Regions from separate parts of the Sus scrofa genome. Here region 1 is linked to region 2. A link is a contact called in public HiChIP or PLAC-seq data. All regions are on one chromosome and are shown on one strand. Each heading gives the region's core, a stretch centred on a gene start, on an enhancer-like site or on the middle of the called end of the contact. The rest is flanking DNA. Distances are from core to core; before and after follow the strand shown.

Region 1 (2,700 bases), core at 163-2,662, 51 kb before region 2:
CATGTAACCAATCCTACCCCCAACTGCAGACTTCTAAACACTGTTCAGGGTGTCACGATCCCATAAAAACATACGAAGAACACACTACTGTGGAAATTAGTAAAAGGAAGTGTCAACCACGGCGGCGAGAACAGAATACATCCCGACACTCTGTGCACTGTACAGAAAGACACTTTAGGCAGTTCTTGCACTTTGGCCAAAGAGCACTGAGTCACTCTGCAAATGATTCCAGAAACCTCAAAGGATAACCAACGGCTTCTGAAGAAAAGTCAGTCAGTCACTGGAGGAGGAAGGAGACACAGTTTTTCTCGCCGTATAATCACTAGATTTCTCCCATCAGGGAGGAGAACCGGACCGGAGTTCAGGTGGGGGAATAGCCACAGGATCCACGGCTCACCGATCCGAACTCTGGTCGTCCGGAGTGCATCTCACACCCAGAGCATCTCCTTTGCTTTCTTCGCTTCCCCGGGGTAAAAACCCACACCCCCTTTCCCCACAAATGCATCTCCACTGCCTGCTAACCGAAGTGTGGCTGAGATACAACAGTCGATCGTAACAAACGCAAGAAATAAACACGCATTCTCCAGGGCAGGTCTGACGTGTAAATCATGTTCCTTTCCTACACAAAGCCAACTAGCCCACTTTCCGCGGCTATTAATTTGGATTTCAAAGGCCCTCTCAAGAAAGAGGTACCATGAAAAGGACCGACGGATTCCACCCTACAATTCAATTCTTCAGCTCGGGCGCAATAATCTCGGAAATTAAATTTACCGAAACGAAATTAGAATGCACTAATTTGCAACTGTTAATATTCACACGCAAGTGAAAACAGAAGAACCTCAGCTGTGGGTTTCAGACTCCCCTCTTTGTCGCGTACCCCTGGTGGGTACTCCCCCACAGCGACAGCACCGGGTTTCTCCCCTGCGCGTCCCTCTTTCGAACCGCCCAGTCCGCTGTCGGGGGCAGCGCTCTGCCACCCACCTCCCCAGACCCAGAGGGCAGGCGGGAAGGAGAAGAGGGTGCTTCCTCCCAGCGCTCCGAGAAAGGCACAGCCTGGGATGACACCGGCTCCAGGAGCTAAAGGGGCAGGATCAAAGGTGGGTCTCTCCTCCCGGAACTTGGTCGCAGCAGTGTTCGCTCTCCGACCCGGGCCCCGGCCGCCGGAAGCTGGGCGGGGTGGGGCGAGACCTCCCCCACGGACCGACGGGCACACGGGGGAGTCCGCGGGGAGAGCGGTCAGCAGGGAGGGCTCCCGGGCGCCGGCCACCTACCAGCAAGCTCTCCACGTTGATGGGCGAGCGAGGGTCTCGGATCAGCGCCTCCAGTTTCCTCTGGCGACTCGCGCCCGCGCCGTCCCCCGACACGGCCTCGGGGGCGCCGGGCATTTTCCCCGTCGGCGGGGGCCGGCTCATGCCGCCGCCACCGCCGGGCCCGCACTCCCGTTCCCCGCGCTCCGGCCCGGCCGCCTCGGGGCCTAGCGCCGCCCCCGACCCGCCGGCTCCGGCCGGGGCTCCGCCCGGGCCCACCGCCCGCCTCGAGCTCCGGCCGCGGGTCTCAGCCCCCGGGGCCTGGGGCTGTCCGAGAGGCCGGCCCGGGAGCGGCGAGGAGCAGACGGCGTCCCCGCCCCTCAGTCAGATTCGCGCCGCCCGGTCCGCTCGTCCGCCGCGAGCTCCCTCAGGATCCGAGGGCGGGAGCGGGGAAGTGGCGCCGCCACCGCCGGGCCCGGACTGCCCCGCCCTCTGGGGCTCCGGGAAGCTGAACCCCAGGCTCCGACAACTACGGCCGCCGCCAACCCGCTCCCATGACCGCCGTCGGCTGCCTGGGTCCCGCAAGCCCGCGCCCCTCACACACTCCCGCGCGGCGCCCGTCTCCGGCCGCGCGCAGCCGCTACCCACAAGCCCCTCGGCCCGCGGCCGCCGGCGCGCCCCCGCTCGCCCCGCCCCGCGCGCGCCCCGCCCCGCCCCCCGCGCGCGGCCGCCCCCGCCCCCGCCCGCCGGCCTCCGCCTCCTCTCGCCCCTCTCCGTTTTTTTTTTTTTTTTTTTTTTTGGTTTCCTCCAGGCCGCTCGCCCCGCATTTCTCCTTTTTGAGCCTCCTTCCTTCCCCGCTTCCTCCTCCCCCGCTTTGAGTTCTTAGAGGGTAAATGGCCGGGCGCGCGGTCACCGCCTCACTTGACCCACGAGCTCCAGTTGGGGGAGGGGAGGGCGCGCCCGGGGCTCGGGTCACCCCCGAGGGTCACCCCCGCCTGACCCTGCCCGGGCTGACGACCCCTCTGGACACGGGGGCCCACCCCGACCGCCGGGTCCCGACCTGGCGGCACCCGGCGCGGGGGGGCGGGGGAGGGAGGGTTGCAGTAGGGGGATGGGCCGGCCCGCGCCCCCCGCCCCCGCCCGGCTCCGGCTGACTCAGCGCGCAGCTATGCGGCCCTTGCATCACCCGCGCCAAAATAATAGCGACCGCCAGTCGCTGCCCTCGCCTGCAGAGCTCTGCGTTTGCAAGGGGCCTGCCTGGGCCACGAAGATTTTAGTGGAAAGGCTGGAAGGGTGTGCAGTGCGAGTCGGAAACCCCGGAATAGGGCGGACGTTTGGAATTGCAGTCCTGGGGCGAGAGAGCCGGGACGAGCTGCTTCTGCCCCCAGGGCAGAAATCTTCGACTCCAGCAGGAAAGCTTTCTGCGCGTCCGTAACAGTCGTCTCCGAGCTGG
Region 2 (2,781 bases), core at 135-2,634:
ACAGCACAGGGAAAAGGCAGGGGGACTGCAGCATGCCTGGTGACATCCTGTGGCAGTCACCAGACAGCTCAAAAGGGAAGGTTCCCCAGAGCTCATCTCCACGGAGAGACTCCCCACAATCGTCCCCCTTTTATTTCTTGCTTTTTAGGGCCACACCTGCAGCATATGGAAGTTCCCAGGCTAGAGGTTGAATCGGCTGCTAGCCTAAGCCACAGCCACAGCCACTGGGGATTCTGGCCGCGACTGCAAGACCTACATCACAGCTCACGGCAGCGCCAGGGCCCCAACACACTGGGCGAGGCCAAGGATTGAACCCGAATCCTCATGGATACTGGTCGGATTTGTTTCAGCTGCGCCACAACGGGAGCTCCAATCATCCCTTTTCTGTCTGGCTCTTTTTAAGGAAAACAATGTCTGAGGCCCACTCCCTGGGACTTCTCCTCAGGAGAAGCTATGGGAGCAGGCCTGGGAGCCGGAGGCCTCACAGAAGCTTCTAGATTGCAACCCGTCCCACGGACATGAGACAGAATCGCCTATAGAGAGTTGTATTATAGCCAAGTGCTAGGGTATATATTTATCTGTGCCTGAGACTCTTATCCCTTTTTAAAGAAAAAGCCACATATTTGGCCTAAAGACAAAGTGGAAAAAATGTACTGTTGAACAAATATTCAGCACGGTTGCTCAGAATGTTTGAAATGATGAACTGTGTGAAAAAAAAAAAAAATGCCTGTGGCAAATTGTCAGCAGGCTATATTTGGGGGGGTCCAGATCCAGGGGCCCCCAGCCAACTGAGTTCACACAGCCCTAGTGTTTTTCCATGTCTATTTATAACTATCCACACATTCACACACAAAAAATGCAGTGGACATCCGACTTCGTTTTTAAATGACTAAAATGTTCTAAATGTATCAGGTTACAGCACGTGAGAGCTTTTATTGCAGCTGTGATTAGCCTGTCTTCCTGGAGAAGGGATTAATCCATGTGCAGAAAACAACGTAACAGGATCCTTTGGGAATCTGAAAGTATGAAAACAACTTTGTAAAAAATGTCCCCCTTTTAAAAAAATGTAATTAACATCAACAAAACTTTGTTGGACACCCACCATGCGAACGGGCTAACGTGAGACCAAAATAGGAGGACGACGCAGTCTCTGGTCCCAAGGAGTTATCTGGGTTTACAGGTAGCGGAATAAAATACATGAAAGGGGCGATCGTTCCTTAACAGAACTGCTGACGGATGTATTAGGCACACAGATGAGGGAGTGAACAGAAAGGGCATTTGACTCTCCTCCAGCATATCCGTTCTTCCTGCTCGCTTTAGGGTGACATGCGATTTAGGGAAGTCTTTGCTCGCGGCCCACGGCGTCAGATGTTGAGCACATGACCTAGCTCGGCCAATCAATGCACTCCGTTTTCCTGGGCACAGTGATTGGCTCAGAGGCGACCATGCCCTCTCAGCTGGACCAATCAGACTGAAGATCAAGCCTTCTCTTAGAAATGCTACAGCAGACTCCTCTTGCTGTTGCTTTTGGAGGAAGAAGCCTCAGGAGCTGCTGAAAGCTATTTTGTACCGATGAGGTGAATTGGCCTTCAGTGTGGTTGATGGCTGATGGTGAATGAAGAGACAGAAATAAACTAGTCCCTGAGTCACCAGAATATTTCTTACCTAACACCATTTGTATTCTTGATGTTTCAGTCACATGAGCTAATACGGTCCTCTTTTTGCTGACATCAGTTTGAGTTGGGTCTTTTGAACTTCCAACGAAGATCGTCCATACCACAATCATTCCAGGATGAAATCGGATGTACTTCCTGGAGGAGGTGGCTAATAACCTAACACTGAGGATGAGAAGGACTCGGACCAGTGATGCCGGAGAAGACAAGGGTGTTGCTGGTGGCTGAACAGTTGCATGTGCCTGGAGATGGAACGAACCATGTTCCTGCCAAGCAGACCCTGAAAAGACTGGGCTGGGTTAGATCATGGCATAGCAAAGGACAGGCTAGGCAATTTGGTCTTAATTTTGCAGGTAATGCTTGTGTGGGTGCCAGGGGAGGCGGTCCCTTGCTTACTCAAATCCCTTCCCAGGTACCAAAAGTTCATTTAATGCATTAGAATTCGTGCTTTATATGACGATGGATCAAACTTTATAGCAAATGCAAGACGAAGCTAGACTCTTCCGGGGAAAAAGGAGAGACAGGCCGTATTAGTTTCCTAGGGCTGTCATAACCAATTACCACAAACTGGGTGGCTTAAAACAATAAAAATTTAACTCTCACACAGTCTGGAAGCTGGAAGTTCTCAATCAAGGGGTCAACGGGGTCATACTACCACAGAAGGCTCTAGGGAAGGGTCTTTATTGCCTCTTCCAACTTCAGGTGGCCTCAGACACCATGTGGCAGCATGACTATTCTCTGCCTCCGTCTTTAGGTGGCCTTCTCCCCTCCATCTCCCTGTGTCCTCTGCCTCGAAGGATATCGGTCATTGGATGTAGGGCCCACCCTAAATCTAGGATAATTTCATCTTGAGATGCTTAACTAATTACATCTGCAAACACTCTGAGAATAAGATCACATTCTGAGGGTCCAAATGGCGTGAATTTTGAGGGGAGACACTATTCAATCCACTACGGTGACCAAAACCCAAAGCCAGCTTATGCCAGTTAAATCATGAGTCCCCCTCCTGGTGGCTGCACTGGGGCCTTTCTGGGCATTGCCCTCAGTCCTCCTGTGAGCCCCTCAGCTGTGCACCCCCCCACCCCCGCTAAAAATCAGAATAACTAAT

What was found. HiChIP or PLAC-seq counts read pairs in DNA pulled down with a chosen protein or histone mark.
Region 1: an H3K27ac HiChIP or PLAC-seq map of skeletal muscle shows a contact between it and region 2. The contact joins the promoter of ROCK2 here to the enhancer-like site in region 2. A contact is called at or near these places in 16 of 47 Hi-C or Micro-C datasets (adipocytes, embryonic fibroblasts, fetal heart ventricle and 9 more) and 2 of 2 datasets of contacts at active chromatin or transcription factors (alveolar macrophages and skeletal muscle).

Annotation. Positions count from the first base shown.
Region 1 is chr3:125,351,831-125,354,530 of Sscrofa11.1, reverse strand. ROCK2 (rho-associated protein kinase 2) reads right to left here and starts at 1,412. Exons shown (of 34, transcript XM_021087835.1): 1 at 1,272-1,412. The coding sequence starts at 1,412.
Region 2 is chr3:125,300,289-125,303,069 of Sscrofa11.1, reverse strand. No RefSeq gene overlaps it. Among named protein-coding and RNA genes, the nearest start is that of ROCK2, 51 kb to the left of the region's middle. Within about 2 kb of position 1,384, at least 43 of the 83 cell types and tissues checked have an H3K27ac peak or open chromatin away from gene starts, as enhancers often do. A contact at or near this core is called in embryonic fibroblasts, fetal skeletal muscle, mesenteric adipose tissue and 4 more, where this site is marked.